Linked DNA regions of Sus scrofa: region 1 is linked to region 2. Evidence: chromatin contacts called from public HiChIP or PLAC-seq data. All regions are on one chromosome and are shown on one strand. The core of a region is the stretch at or near the end of the contact, and the rest is flanking DNA. Distances in the headings are between cores, read along the strand shown. Region 1 overlaps LOC106510102. Region 2 overlaps ATP1B1 (ATPase, Na+/K+ transporting, beta 1 polypeptide).

The links. HiChIP or PLAC-seq counts read pairs in DNA pulled down with a chosen protein or histone mark.
Region 1: a contact with region 2 is called in an H3K27ac HiChIP or PLAC-seq map of skeletal muscle. The contact joins two enhancer-like sites. A contact is called at or near these places in 2 of 47 Hi-C or Micro-C datasets (both in skeletal muscle) and 1 of 2 datasets of contacts at active chromatin or transcription factors (skeletal muscle).

What each region holds. Positions count from the first base shown.
Region 1 is chr4:82,361,475-82,368,555 of Sscrofa11.1, forward strand. LOC106510102 reads right to left here. Exons shown (of 9, transcript XR_002343354.1): 2 at 1,725-1,845; 3 at 582-646. Among named protein-coding and RNA genes, the nearest start is that of XCL1, 71 kb to the right of the region's middle. Within about 2 kb of position 1,712, at least 2 of the 83 cell types and tissues checked have an H3K27ac peak or open chromatin away from gene starts, as enhancers often do. A contact at or near this core is called in skeletal muscle, where this site is marked.
Region 2 is chr4:81,914,423-81,921,485 of Sscrofa11.1, forward strand. ATP1B1 (ATPase, Na+/K+ transporting, beta 1 polypeptide) reads right to left here. Exons shown (of 6, transcript NM_001001542.1): 3 at 4,356-4,511; 4 at 2,567-2,751; 5 at 1-33. Among named protein-coding and RNA genes, the nearest start is that of ATP1B1, 19 kb to the right of the region's middle. Within about 2 kb of position 3,044, at least 1 of the 83 cell types and tissues checked has an H3K27ac peak or open chromatin away from gene starts, as enhancers often do. A contact at or near this core is called in skeletal muscle, where this site is marked.

The DNA of each region.
Region 1 (7,081 bases), core at 462-2,961, 450 kb after region 2:
AACTAGAAGCTGTAGAGACAGGGACTAAAGAAAGAGAGGTTGTGGGAAGCAAAAAGTCTCATTTTCTTAAATGCTTCAGCTGAATTTGTTGAATGGTTTGGCTCCTCCTATAGGATAGCATGTGACATTAGGAGCACACACTTGGAAGGTACCATTCTGTTAACATTCTGGTCCTTCATTTTCCCAGCATTATGCACTATCATGTAAGAGCACACAGTCATGGGCCTTCCTATACCAGAAACTTATTCCTGGCCTTCCTTAACCCTTGCAAATAAACTGGAATATCTGGAAGTACTTTTTTTTTTCAAACTCAAAAAATGAACTACATCAAACCCAAGTGGGAAATTGAACTGAAAAACGTCCAATGTCTCCTTCCCACTCTGAAATACCATTCATTGTCCTTCCTGCAAGACTACAAGCCATTCATGTAAGTTGGCACTAACCTTATCTCACATATGACCTATAAAAACTTTAGCCCTCTTTGATTAGATAGAAAAAGAACTGCTGAATCTGGGACATAGGATAAAAGATGCGTTTGTCACTCTGGAAACAGTCAGACCACCCAGAATAGTGATTCTCACCTGTTTATTCTAGGAAAAATGTCAGCAAAGTGCGTGTCTGTTGGGGCGGCGGCGGGGGGAGGTGGCTGGTAGGCATATCAGATGGAAAGAGCAGGGGGGAGAAAGAGAGAGAAGATAAAATTCTTCATTTTATGTTGTATTATATTGCACTTACAGAAAATACGAGCAACACAGAGCTGAATTTCATATTCCAGAACCCTCATTCATTACAGTCAGACAAACTGGTAGTAATTGGGCAGCTGGCAATTATACTATAGCACCATCTAGCTCTCACTACCAGAGCCTGACATCCTAAATCCAAGCCTGGCTGAGAACTTTAGGGCTAGTTACTTGATGATGAAAGCAAGCAAAATCCCAAAGCAAGTTTATGTTTAATAGTAACATATTAAATTATTTTTTTCTCTATTCCAAACTAGTTTTCCACTGAAAATATCAAGACTTAGATTTTACCTGCTGCACATAATTTAAATGTTACCCTGGTTTGTTTGTGCTCATCAAAATTCCACAGAGTTTGCCTTGATTACCCACTATCTTCTTTGGAAAGCTATCAGTAAGGCAGTATCACAGACATAGAGCTAAAGTCAACAGATTACTGATTTTGCAAATTCCCAGGACATTAGCAAAAATTTCTAGTGGGAAAAATTGATAACATTTTATTTTAATTCACTTATATTGAAAATTATTTACTAAAGTAACCAATTGTGGTGAATTGTGCCTGCTCACCATCACTAGAGGTGGCTAGTGAGGAGGGAGGACACTAAATGTCAAAGGGACCAGAATTGGATTTCTTCCCTCTAATAAACAGTGTCATGGTGGAAACAGCATGGCCTTTGACTTTACAGACTAGGATTCGAATATTCAAACAGGCTCTTTCTAGATGTTTGAGGAGATTGACCTCCCTGAGCTATTCAGGGTTATTGCAAAAAACAGTGGCGATAACATCTATAGAATATCTAAAACTCTTTTTTGGAAAGTAGTTCTTTAGAATTCTATGTAAATACTGCTAAAACATCAAAGAGGAACATAACGGTGTGCTGGCATCTTTATGAACGTCATTAGACAGTACATATTTAGATCCTTGGTAATCTGGTGGTGATTTGCGTTGGTGATTTAAAAGGGTCTAAAGGTTCTCTATCACATTACCTTTCTTCTGCGTCAGCCGGCTTCCAAAAATAGGGACAGTGCATCCTCTAGCAGGAATAGATGTCTGAAATAGCTGTTAAGCTGTTTGATTGTCAAAGTTATAAGTATGAGGTAAATTAACCTGAAATAGAGGTAATAGTAGAGAAGAATCAAAATGTGTGACTTTATTCAGCGATGGAGACTGTGCTTGTGTACAGGATTCCTTCTGGCTTTCGGGGGGACAATTCTCTAGGGAAATAAGCAACAGACCCGCTGCATCTAGAAGCCCAAGTTTCCCACTCAGACTTTCCATTTACTAACTGTGTGGATAGAAACAAATCTACCCTCTCAGAGGCTTAATTATCTTGTCTGTGAAACAGAGATTATATTTTTACTACCTCTCAAGGCTTGTTGTAAAAACAAGAGATAATATAGCTGACAGTCCTTTGCAAATCATAAAGTTTCAGGCAAATGTTGTTCCTCTTCTCAGTGATCAATTCACTCCTATGCAGCGATGGCTGAAGCCAAAACCCAGCAGCTTCTCTGAGCCTGTCTCTCATCCAATTGCCCACTTCCTCTATCCATCAGCAAGTCCATTCACCTCTACTCCCTAAAGCACCCTGCATCTTCTTTCCATCTCTGCTGGTATCCCATCCCCATGAGAGGCACTATATCTCTTATCCCAGCTACCCAAGAGCCTCCTTTCTGAGTCCCTGTTCACACACTGACCTCACTAAGAATCATTCCCAAAAAAAGACCTTTAAAAAGGTCAGAGTGACCTTTTTAAACATAAATCAAGAGGCTACCAAACATTACATACCTCTTTATGGAAGTATTTGATGACCTTATCATATATTTTTTTTTCTTTTTAGTCCACACCTACAGCACATGGAAGTTCCTAGGCCAGGGGTGGAATCAGAGCTGCAGCTGCCGGCCTCCACCACAGTCACAGCAATGCCAGATCCTAGCCCCATCTGTGACCTACACCACAGCTCACAGCAACACCAGATCTTTAACCCACTGGGTAAGGGGAGACCAGGGATCAAACCTACATCCTCACAGACACTATGTCAGGTTCTTAACCCACTGAGCCACAACGGGAACTCCTTGTGAAATATTCTTGATAAATAAACCTGAACATGCTCAGCTCTGCCCACTTCTCCATTGGTACCCAATTCCTCAATACCCCCACCTACTGAGCTCCAGACTCCCTGGCCTTAACCAAGGGAACTCCTCATTGACTCATTTTAACTCCTGTTAACACTCTAACTATTTTCAATTGTTTATCATTCTGTCTCTTCCCAGTAGAATATAAGCTTTATAAGGGGGGGGGGATTTTCTATTGTTTCTCTTTTTTTCCACTGTATCTCAAGCTCCTTGAATAATGGCTTTCACATAAGAGCTTTCGATAAATATTTGTTAAATAAATGAATTCATTAGTCTGATGAGTCTAATTCTGCTCTGCCACTAACTAGGAGTGTGACCTTGGGAAAGAAAGTCACTTAACCTCTTCAGAGCTCTTTTTTTTTTTTAAACATGTAGTTTGGGGATCATAATTGTATCTACCTACATGTGCATTGTGACAATTCAATGAGATAAGATGTGAAGTATTTGGTACATTTTCAGTCATATAACAAGTGATAAATATTATTGCTATCATTGTTTAAGGATGACATCATCAGAAGCCGCTTTGGGTTTGTTTCAGAATAGACTGCAAGCTAAGGGGAAAAGAAAACAAAAGAGGGAAAAAATGAAAAATAAATAGCAGAAACATTTCCAGGGGTAGGAATTAGGGAATTATTGGTAACTCTGGGCCCAGCTGCCCTGGATTTAACTTTGCACTTCCTGGTCTGTGACGAAACCTCTCAGCTCTCCCACTCCTCGTTCGAAAATCTTTCCTCACTGACAAGCCTCCTTTCCAGGAGTAGGAATCAGATCTTCACCAACAAATCTTCTCATTCCCAAATGCCTTCTGCATTTTGCCCAAACTTCTTTTCATGCCATGACTCCAGGACCTGGATCCCTAAATGTCAAAGACATATATCAAACCAACAATTCATTCAGGTATGTACACCTTAGTTCTTTAGAAATCAGGCTAGGTAAAGTTGTTGTTCTTCCTTGTTAATGTCTTTACATGCTAGAAACAAGAGAAGAAAGGAAGGGAGAAAGGAAGTTTAGAAGATGCTGATTGAGGATAGAGCCTGCTTTATGTGTAAGGGTGTTTTGGGGGTTTTTTTTTGCAATCTTTCATACAATTTTATTTTTCCCCTTAATCATTATAATATGATACCCAAATTTTGTCATAACTGGAGTGTCTGTAAAAACAGGTTTATCCAGCACACCTACAGGAACAGTGAATTCTGCTTCTTGAAATGATCGCACTATGAACACTCTGGTCATCCAACCCCAGTTGTCCCCTTGCCTGGATTTATCTTCACCATATTGTGTGTTCACATCATTGAATTTCATTCCAGACTTTAAATTTTCCATGGCTTCCAAGAGTTATCCACATTTTTACACAGATGTGGTTGTTCAGGTATGTGTATGCGTGTGTACCAGAGACAGAGAGAGAGAGAGAAATGACAAGGGAAAACACTTGCATGGGCAGTGGTTGTAACTGGAGAGGACACCTGTGCCATCTCTTGCTTTAAGGACTACATCAGGGGCTCAAATCTTCCTCCATCTGTTCAGAATGAGGTTGGAACCCAAAGCAGCAGACTGTGGGGAAACAGCAGCTCTACACCACCGTTGGGATGGGGCAGACACAGGACTAGCTAAATTTGTCCATTCCTTGGCTGAAGCATTGGCCTCAGTTAGGTGTATACACAGCACAGGGCTGGGAAAGGGGGTGGCAGGGAGGGTTTGGCCAACTGAAAGGCATTCAAGTGACTAACGTGGGAACAGAGACTATCTCTGCCATGCTGAATGATCTACTTTGACCCTCATTATTTGAAGGTCCCAAATAGGAGATGGGACTGTCCGTCTTTCCCAAAACTGGAGGATTGAGAGAGTAGACACACAGCCCCATTATAACAGAGCTTCAAAGCAATTCAAAGAAACGATGGTTCTTGCTGCTAAGCACTGATAAATAGCAGGTCAGGTGAACAGACTTACCTGAACCTAGAGAATAGGCAGTTGTGAGAAGAGGTGGGTCTTGGTCATTAGCATGCAAGTAGCTGCAACAAACTGCCCTGGCACAGGCTTCAGGAACATTGAGCGCCACCTGGGTGGGGCCGGGGGGTGGGGGGGGAGTTCACAGGTCACTCCCCATGGAGAACACAGGAGATGCAGGACATGGCTAAGAACAGTCTCAGTTTCCTCCACTGTGGATCTCACATTAAAACCCAGACAGACTACAAACACATTTTGAGTGTTTTTTTCCTGACAGGGAGGGGTTGGGTCAGCTTCTTTGCCTCCCACTTGCCAAACATTTGTCCAACAGAGTCTCCTGCTTGCTTTCTCTGACAGAGCAGTATGCTAGATACACAGGAAAGGGGCACCCAGGAAAGAGGAGGCACAAGGACCTAACAAAATCTTGTTACCACCTTCAGATGACTGGAAAGTAAATGTCCTTAGGGAACAGTACACAATGCTCCAGATATCATACTTTTCAAAACTGAAAATAGCAAGGGCCAGGGAGTTCCCTATGTGGCGCAGCAGTTTACAAACCAGACAAGGATCCATTAGAATGTGGGTTCTATCCCTGGCCTCACTCATTGGGTTAAGGATCCAGTGTTGCCATGAGCTGTGGTGCAGGTCGAAGATGCTCAAATCCCACATTGCTGCAGCTGCAGGGTAGGCCAGCAGCTGTAGCTCTGATTCAATCACTAGCCTGGGAACTTCCATATGAAAAACAAGTAAGAAAGAAAATAATAAGGCCCAGAAGAACATCCTGTTGTTGTAGCACTCTGAGGTTGCAAAGTAATTTTAAGCATCAGAGCCCAAACCATATAGCCGGCTTCTCCTGGCTCCATTCTAGCTCCCACAAACAGAAAACAGCAGTTATCTCCAATGTACCTGAACAAAAAGGTAGGGAAAATAAGACAAAGAGAAGAAGCTTAGAAGCCCTGAGGCCCTCCTCTGCCAGGACAGGAGTCCCACCAACCAATCTGTAGGTGCCCGTCCCATTTCTGTTTAAACACACCTGGTGATGGGAGTTTGCCTCAGGAAGCCCACTGGAATATTGGCAGCAATCCTGATAGAATGATTTCTCATACTGTGCCAACATCTGTCCCCTGCAACTGCCGCAAACATGGCAAGCGTCCCTTTCTCAGCCTTCAGAGCAATGAATAATTACTCTTGCTCTTCTATACTATGGCCCCTCAAATATTTGGATATGAGTATTAGCCTGCATGAATGCATCCTCAGCCAGTGTAGCCTCTCCTTCAATCAGTCCACATGTGATGGGCCTTTTAACCCTCAGCATCTTAACTGCCTTGATTTTCCCAGGTCAGCACAGCCCCTGGGCATCAGCCTGAGGCAAGAAGGGACCACTGTCCTCCTTCTTGCACCTGACAGGCAACAAGTCTGAACTCACCGATGAGAGCTGGGAGAAAGGAAACCGACCCCTCTGTCAAGTAGTGTAATTTCTAAGCCTGGTATAGAACCATCTCCGCTGACTGAGAAAGCAGAGGAAGAAATACTTTGACCTTTTCTATGGTATTATACAGAGAGAATCCAGACAGAAGCTGCCTTAGATTGTTGTGGACAGGCATTGGAATAAAGGTTAATAACTCATTTTTCAAATTTAGAAGCAGATTTTCCCTGTCACTCTTATGTTTGACGATGGAGGCAGGGCAGCAGTCCACTCACCACCCCCTGTGCCCACACACACACACACACACAATATAAATACTCTAAAGACTCAATATGCTTGCCATCCATCTGAGGCCACTCAGGAGCTGGCCCAAGATGCACCTGAAAAAGAATCTGTCTCTGTAAAATACAGACATCTGACACCCAAAGTGAACAGTTGATCTGAGAGCTTTCCTTTGCTTCATACCAAAAGTAAGTGGAATTTCCCCAAGAGAGAACAGGTTTCTACCTTGATTCAGTTTTCTGAGTACAGCTAAAAAGAAAATGCAGATAACATAGCTAAGAAGCTAAATAAAGGTAAATGACCTTTCTGAGAGTGCCTTTCTGCAAAAGTTCTAAAACACTATCAAAGAGCCAATTCTATACCATCAGGAACATGCTGCTGGCTCCCCCCAACTATTATCATCATCATTGGTTATCTCTGTCTCCAACACCCACTTCGGCCATCTCTGTTCTTTCTCTAGGTTTAGAGAGGATCCAGATAAGAGCCTATTTTCAGCAAATGCCTACTCCTCTACTGCCCTCCTTCCCATGAATTTCTCCCTCCTCACTGGACCTGTTCA
Region 2 (7,063 bases), core at 1,794-4,293:
TGGGTAAGTCTCCAAGGACTCATTCTTGGGAGGCTAAAAATAAAACGCACATTGGTCATTAAGTTTGTAAATAATTTTTAAATTTCTGAAATATACAGCTTGCTTGTAGCCCAAACAATTACACTTTGGCCAAATGAAATAAAAACACTTGAGGACAGCAAATAATGACTCCCTTAACCAATCTAGGAAAGGTCATGCTGTGATTTTCTTGAATAAAAATAAATGCCTAAGTTGTGTGACCACTACAAATAAGCTGTGATGTAGCTGAGTACTAAATGGAACTTCTAATGGTAACCCATTATAGGCTTTATTCAAAGACAATGAAAAAATAAGAGCCAACTCAGAAATACTCCCTCATTTGCTAAGATTATAATTAGATGGAAAATTTGGTTGACATTTGTTTTTATAAAACTTGGTCTTTCCTCCTGAGTCATGAATAAATAATGCCATCCTTTTCCCTCAAGTGTGTTGCCTTCAAGAAAACTTCTCTCCCCCACACACTTTTTTTTTTTTTTTAATCTTTAGCGAAGGCACTGTCATTTAAGTGCCAGCTTTGTTAGAAAGTCCAGTTTGTTAAATAGTCAAGGTGGCATTGTCCTAAATAAAGAGGTCTTGTGAAGCGGTGAACCCATCGAAGGGATCCATAGCACACTTGGAAAATGACCACTAAAGCGAAATATTCAAGAGCCTGCCTTCCTACACCCCCAGCTCACATCTACCTCAGAAGAAGTATAATGAACATCTATCTACCCCTGGAAGACCAACAAAAGAATTGGGGATTTGGGATGGGGTGTGGAATCAGAAAGTGGCAATGGATAACCAAGGGGAGTCCAAAGGGGGGAAAAAAAAAAAAAAAAGAAAAGAAAAAGGATGAAAAGAAAGAGTAGCTGAATTCAACCCTTTAACAGAATATCTTTATAGATCCAGAAAGAGATGTGAATTACAATAGACTAGGAGGATTGCCTCTGTAGGGGACAAATATCATTCAGTGTCTATGAAGAGGAATTATCAAAAGTGAGGGATTCAGAGAGCAAAGATCATGATTAGTCCTTTCTTTGGACACATGGCACCAGTTCCTTTCATTGCTACTTAGCTGGTTTTTCTCAGTGAAGAGTTTCCTAGCAATATGAATATCAATTATAAGTGTCATAAAATGGTAATCAGCATTTTTCTTCCATTATATCCTAGTCTTAAGTGGAAAGAGGATTAAAATTCTGTCACAAGATACATTTATTTTTGGAGATCCGTCAAGCCAGCCAGGCAACCATCCATCCACCCACTGATCCATTTTGCCTCTGGTGGCAGTAAAGGAGCTTTGATACATCATTCAGTTGCATCAATAAGACTTTTCATCTCTACATTCATTTTCTTTTGAAAATATTATTCATGGGTAACAAGCATTGTGGAAACAAATTAATAGCATATGATAGAAAATTAATGAACAAAAGAGCCAGTCTCCAAAAAATGAAGCAAGTTTGTTCATGTATCTCTGTATACTGCAGTCAATTCCTATCAGAACCAAAGTCAGGAGTTCCCGTTGTGGTGCAGCGGAAATAAATGCGACTAGCATCCATGAGGATGCAGGTTTGATTCCTGGCCTCAATCCATGGGTTAAGGATCCAGCATTGCTGTGGGCTGTGGTGTAGGTTGCAGACACAGCTTGATCCCATGTTGCTGTAGCTGTGGCATAGGCTGGCAGCAAAGGCTCCAATTTGACCTCTAGCCTGGGAACTTCCACAGGCTATGGGTGCAGCCCTAAAAAGCCAAAAAAAAAACCCAAAATCTACCCTCTTAATGGCAATGCTCACATGAACAACTGGGGAAACCTTCTGGAAGAAAATATGCTTAAGAGAAAAGGATATTATTCATGATCTGGGAGAAAGAATGAAATGAGCAGCTTTAGAAAAGCAGAGATAACACCCATATATTTTTCCTTCTAACTTGAAAGAATTGCTATCATCTTAGCAAATGGTGAGCAAAGGCCATTTGCCATCTTTGGTCATTTCCAGTAATATTTATCCATTATAAGTTGCAATCATGGCAAAAGCCAACAGCATAATTATCAAAGTTCAACCTAGACAGTACTCAACTTCTAATTTTGCAATGAAATCTTCATTAAGGAAAAAAGCAAAACAAAACAAAAAAAAAAACACTGTTCTTTCAGATTATCAGATCATTAAAAAAAAAAAAAAAAATACCATGGTTCCAAGAATACCAAAATCTGAGTATGACTCAACACGCAGGTGGGTTTTAAAGACACCTTTCTCTAATTTTACTTTTAAGGAGGTTATGTTATAGTATTACATTATGGAAATCTATAACGGGGCCGCAGGACTTCCATCAGAATTTGGCTTTGCCTCACAGAATTTCTCTAACTTGAGAAAATGAGATTAATGACCTAAGAATTTCAAGGTGACTACAGAGGTTTTCAGTGTTACTCTACTGACTGAGCTTCAAAGATGTCACTGAGTATCCTTTAGAAGTCTTGTTATTCTCTTTCCATACCATTTAAGGACTTCGAAAGTGACTGACTCATCTAAATTCTATGATTTAAAATATTACTTGCCTTAGGTTTGAAGCCCAGAACTCGGTTGAGCTTTATAATGACACAGGGTTTGCCATCTTTGTAGCCATAGGTTTCATCATTTAATCCAGAGCAGTTTCCCAACCATTCGAGCCTGAACCTGCACACTTTTCGCTCTCCTCGTTCGTTGTTATATTCTCCTCGTTCTTTGAGTTCGCTGGGCACATCTGAAAAGGCAAACACCATTTTCCCTTGTACCAACAATTCCCTGAGAAAGACAGGACTCTGTTCCTTGTCACCATGACCTATTCTAAGACAGGGCTACTCTGTACTTAATGTATCATCTGAATTAGAAAGGATTTCCAGCAGCCATCACTCATCTCTTCACTGACCTTAAAAGGTATTTTACCAAAAGCAATAGCTAGTACCTGACCCCACACCAAAGCTTCATAGTGCTTGACAAGCAGCACATGATGTTTGGTCTCTGCCAGTATTTCTCTTCCTTTAAATAATGGATGACTCCGCTGTTTAGAAGACCGAAAGGAAATTGGATCGCTCTTCATGAGTAGCATCATTTACACAGGTCAACGTCAGCTTAGCTCAATAACAGGAACGTTATAATTAGAACACACACTAAAAAGATTGCCAATTTTCAGAACTGGAAGCTTCTTGGTCAGGATTTTGTGGAGCTATGCCCCTAACTGACAGGTTAAACAGTAAAAAGGGAATAAGAAAGAATTATTTTTTTCCTTTTCAACCACAATTCATGGTTAAAACAATTTTTTTTTGAGTTTTTTTTCTTTTAACACGGAGTTCTTATAAGCCTTTGTTCAATGGAGAAATTTTATTGTTGCATTCTTTATTTCAGAGCCAAGGAAAGGATAAATGCAAATCGAATTCAAGGTTAAAACAAAGCATCCTGCAGATTGATGGAAATACCATAAATTTTATATCTATGTATGTATATATGTGTGTATATATATATTTTAATTTCTATAAAATAAGATGAAAATCTCATTTAAATTCTAATGAGAAAAATTTAGTGAAAATCTTTCTTTCAAAATGACTTAAAAGGGCAATTTACCCCCCATTACACAAAAATCTGCCATTTAACAATTGTATTTGAACTGAATCAGAAAAACTGATAATCACTTGGTAACTTGTGGAATCTTGTTTTGGTAGGGATGCCAACAGGCTGGGAAATTCATACTCCAGGTGGCAAGCGGGAGGATGTGCATTCATGTCAATGGCTTAATGAAACTAAGAACTACTCTCTACACTCATCAGTCACTTCCCTCATCCAAATGCTCAGATATTTCATTATCTACCCCAGCCAGGGTCTCTAAAATATACCCTGACCATAAACACTCCTTCATCGATATCAGTGTGGTTACAACTAATCAGGCCAAAGGGTCATTTCAGTAAGAGAAGTCCCTGTGAACTCTTCTGTAGGGACTAGTGGTTGGGGGAGGGATGGTTCAGAAATCTGGACAATACAATATAAGCAACTGTACTTCTCAAAACCGGTGGATCTAACTATGGTCTTTGAGGAGTAGAACCAGAGATATCTGGGAATGTTCAAAAGTAAGACCCCTTTCAAATGCAAATAACAGTAATACTTGAGGCTATACTGTTTGTTTCACTGTATACAAGCCCAACCCAAAAAGTCTTCCTGTTTTTTTTTGTTTTTTTTTTAAAAAAAGGACCCTCTCAATATGGCCAGAGTTCCATCTTTTACTTATTTCAGGCATATCTTTCAATCATTAAATACCAAATAGAAACAGGAAATAAGAATAAACCAACCACAAACATCTAAAATATGTCTACTTACTGCCACAATCTTCAAAAATCATATCATCCTTCTGCGCCAAATCTTTGTACTTCTCCAGGAACCTCACTATGCTTACCACATAGGATTCATAGCTTTGGGGATCATTAGGACGAAAAGAAATTTCAGTCTTTTGGCTCTGAGGAATCTGTGTTAATCCTAGACCAGGGAGAAAGTGAGAAAAACACAGGGAAAATCATTAGTGAGAAGGCAGTCAACCAAGATAATTCAAAAGCAGACTTTCCACACATAAAATGTATTTGGTAATTCCATTTCACTGAAAAGAATAAGGAGACAGTTTGGGGGGTGGGGGGATGTGCTTGGGCTGTGGGATGGAAATCCTGTGAAATCAGATTATGATCATTATACAACTACAGATGTCATAAATTCATTTGAGTAATAAAAAAATATAAAAAAAAGAATAGGTCAAATTCTTATCTCTCTTGTGAAATCCCTTCTCTGGCATTTAGGTTAAGTACGTTAAGTACCAATGACTATGCCTTATTATCATACATCATTTAATTTTCCCAGCAACACTTCATGATAGGCATATCTCTATTTTATGAATGAAAACACTTGCTGCATGGAAAGGTTAAGTACCTGGCCCAAGGTCACAAAGGAAGTGGTGGAACCAGAATTCCAACCCAAGCATGATGTACTTCAAAGCCTGTTATCTTTCTTCCTGTGTGCCCAAGTTAAAAAACAATGCATTGTTAGCCAGCATCTGGAGCAGGTGGCCTTCCCTTCCCTAACTGCACATAAGACTGAAGGTCTTCTTCCATAATCCTTTTAATCAACTGATTTATGACTATACAAACTTTACAACTCAAGCCTACTCAATAGAGACATTTCTCTGGATCTTTTAGCCTAAACTGGAGGACCATGGAATTTATGTGTAGTCACCACTCCTGCTTTCCATTCAAAACCTAGGTGGTTATTCTCAGCAAAAAACCAAAGTATGAGTACCTGGGATTTCTGCTCTTTAACTGACTTTTTAGATTCTTTAATTTCCAAAAAATTCTGCCATTTGCAGGACTGCCTAACAGATATCTGAACAACACTTCACAGCACCATCCAAGACGGTGGGTGGAGATTCCATCACGACGGCATCCTATTCTAGGACTGCCACATAAAATACAAGATGCAGGGTTAAATTTGAATTTTAGATAAACCATGAATAATTTTTTATATAAGTACGTCTCATATAATATTTGGGGCAAACTTACATTAAAAAGTTACTGGCATCCTGTATTTTTATTTGCAAATCTGGCAACCCTATTTGAATCCCCACTCCCAGACCTGCCCTCTTTGTATTGGGGACAAAAGGTGCCTCATCATCACAGCTCTTCAGGGTACCCACATCACTCCCACCTAGGGACTTGTTAAACAAGCAGCCTCCCAAGCTCCATCTGGGATCTGCTAAGTCACAACCTCCAAGGGTGGGACTTGAGAATCTCTGCTTAACAAATACAAGAGATCCTTAAGCACTCTTGGTTTGAGAACCACTGCTTAAGAGAACCAGAACCTGAGTGTGGCAATCCTGATGCAAGTATAAAAATAGTGTCCGAGTTAAAGTGGAAGGGATGATTAGGGTGTGGTAGGCATTTAGCAGCACCATTAGTGAGGCTTGAAAACAGGCTTCAGGAGGGGCTGTGCTAAATGGCCATTTTTTTTTTTTTCTTCTCATCATTAAGGATGGCCTTGAGCTTCTAAAGCAGGTATAATGAGAGAAGCCCAGCTCAGGGCTGAATGGGCAAGTTCTTCCATGCTTACTGTTCACAAGAAAAATGGAAAGGATGGCGATGAAGACCAGGAATGGGAGGGTCTGGAGCTAGGCTGAGTGGGTGCCTGAGACAAACTACGAGTGACATTAGGAATCATCTCAGGGAGTTCCCTCTGTGGCTCAGCAGGTTACAAACCTGACTAGTATCCATGAGGATTCAGGTTCAATCCCTGACCTTGCTCAGTACTTTAAGGATCTGGTGTTGCTGTGAGCTATGGTGGAAACCGAAGACGTGGCTCAGATCCCACATTTCATGGCTGTGGCGCAGGCCAGCATCTGCAGGTCCCATCGACCCTTAGTCTGTGAACTTCCACTGCCATGGTGGTGGCCCTAAAAGGAAAAAAAAAAAAAAAAAAAAGAATCGCCTCAGAAAGGATGATGTAGAACCTAAGGAATTCAAGAGAAAAAGCTGTCAACAGTGATGGAAGTGAGTCAAAGGGGAAGAAGCAGAAAAAAAAAATCTTCAGTTAAAAATAAAAAAAGTTTATTATAATTTAAAATTTTTTAAGCAGTTCCTGCTGTGGCACAGTGGGTTATGTATCCAATTACAGCAGCTCAGGTTGCTGCAGAGGTTTGGGTTCAATTCCCGGGCTGGAGTAGTGGGTTAAAGGATCCAGCATTGCCACAATGCTGTGACTCAGATTCAACCCTGGCCTGGGAACTTCCACATGCCCCAGGCCATTAAAAAAAAAAAAAAAATTTAAAGATGCTCACAATCCACAGAAAATTCTATGACTTAAGCCATTTAAATATACCCTAAATAATGCTTTTCTACATTAAGTTAGAAAATTGGCATCATGAGCATTTATGGTACAAGGAAGCCACATAATGAAGATGACAGATACATGCAAACATAAATAAAGTAAAATAAACAGGGGTGAGTAGAAGCTTCCTTTGGGATTTCCTGCCTGAGCTAGAATGGTAAATA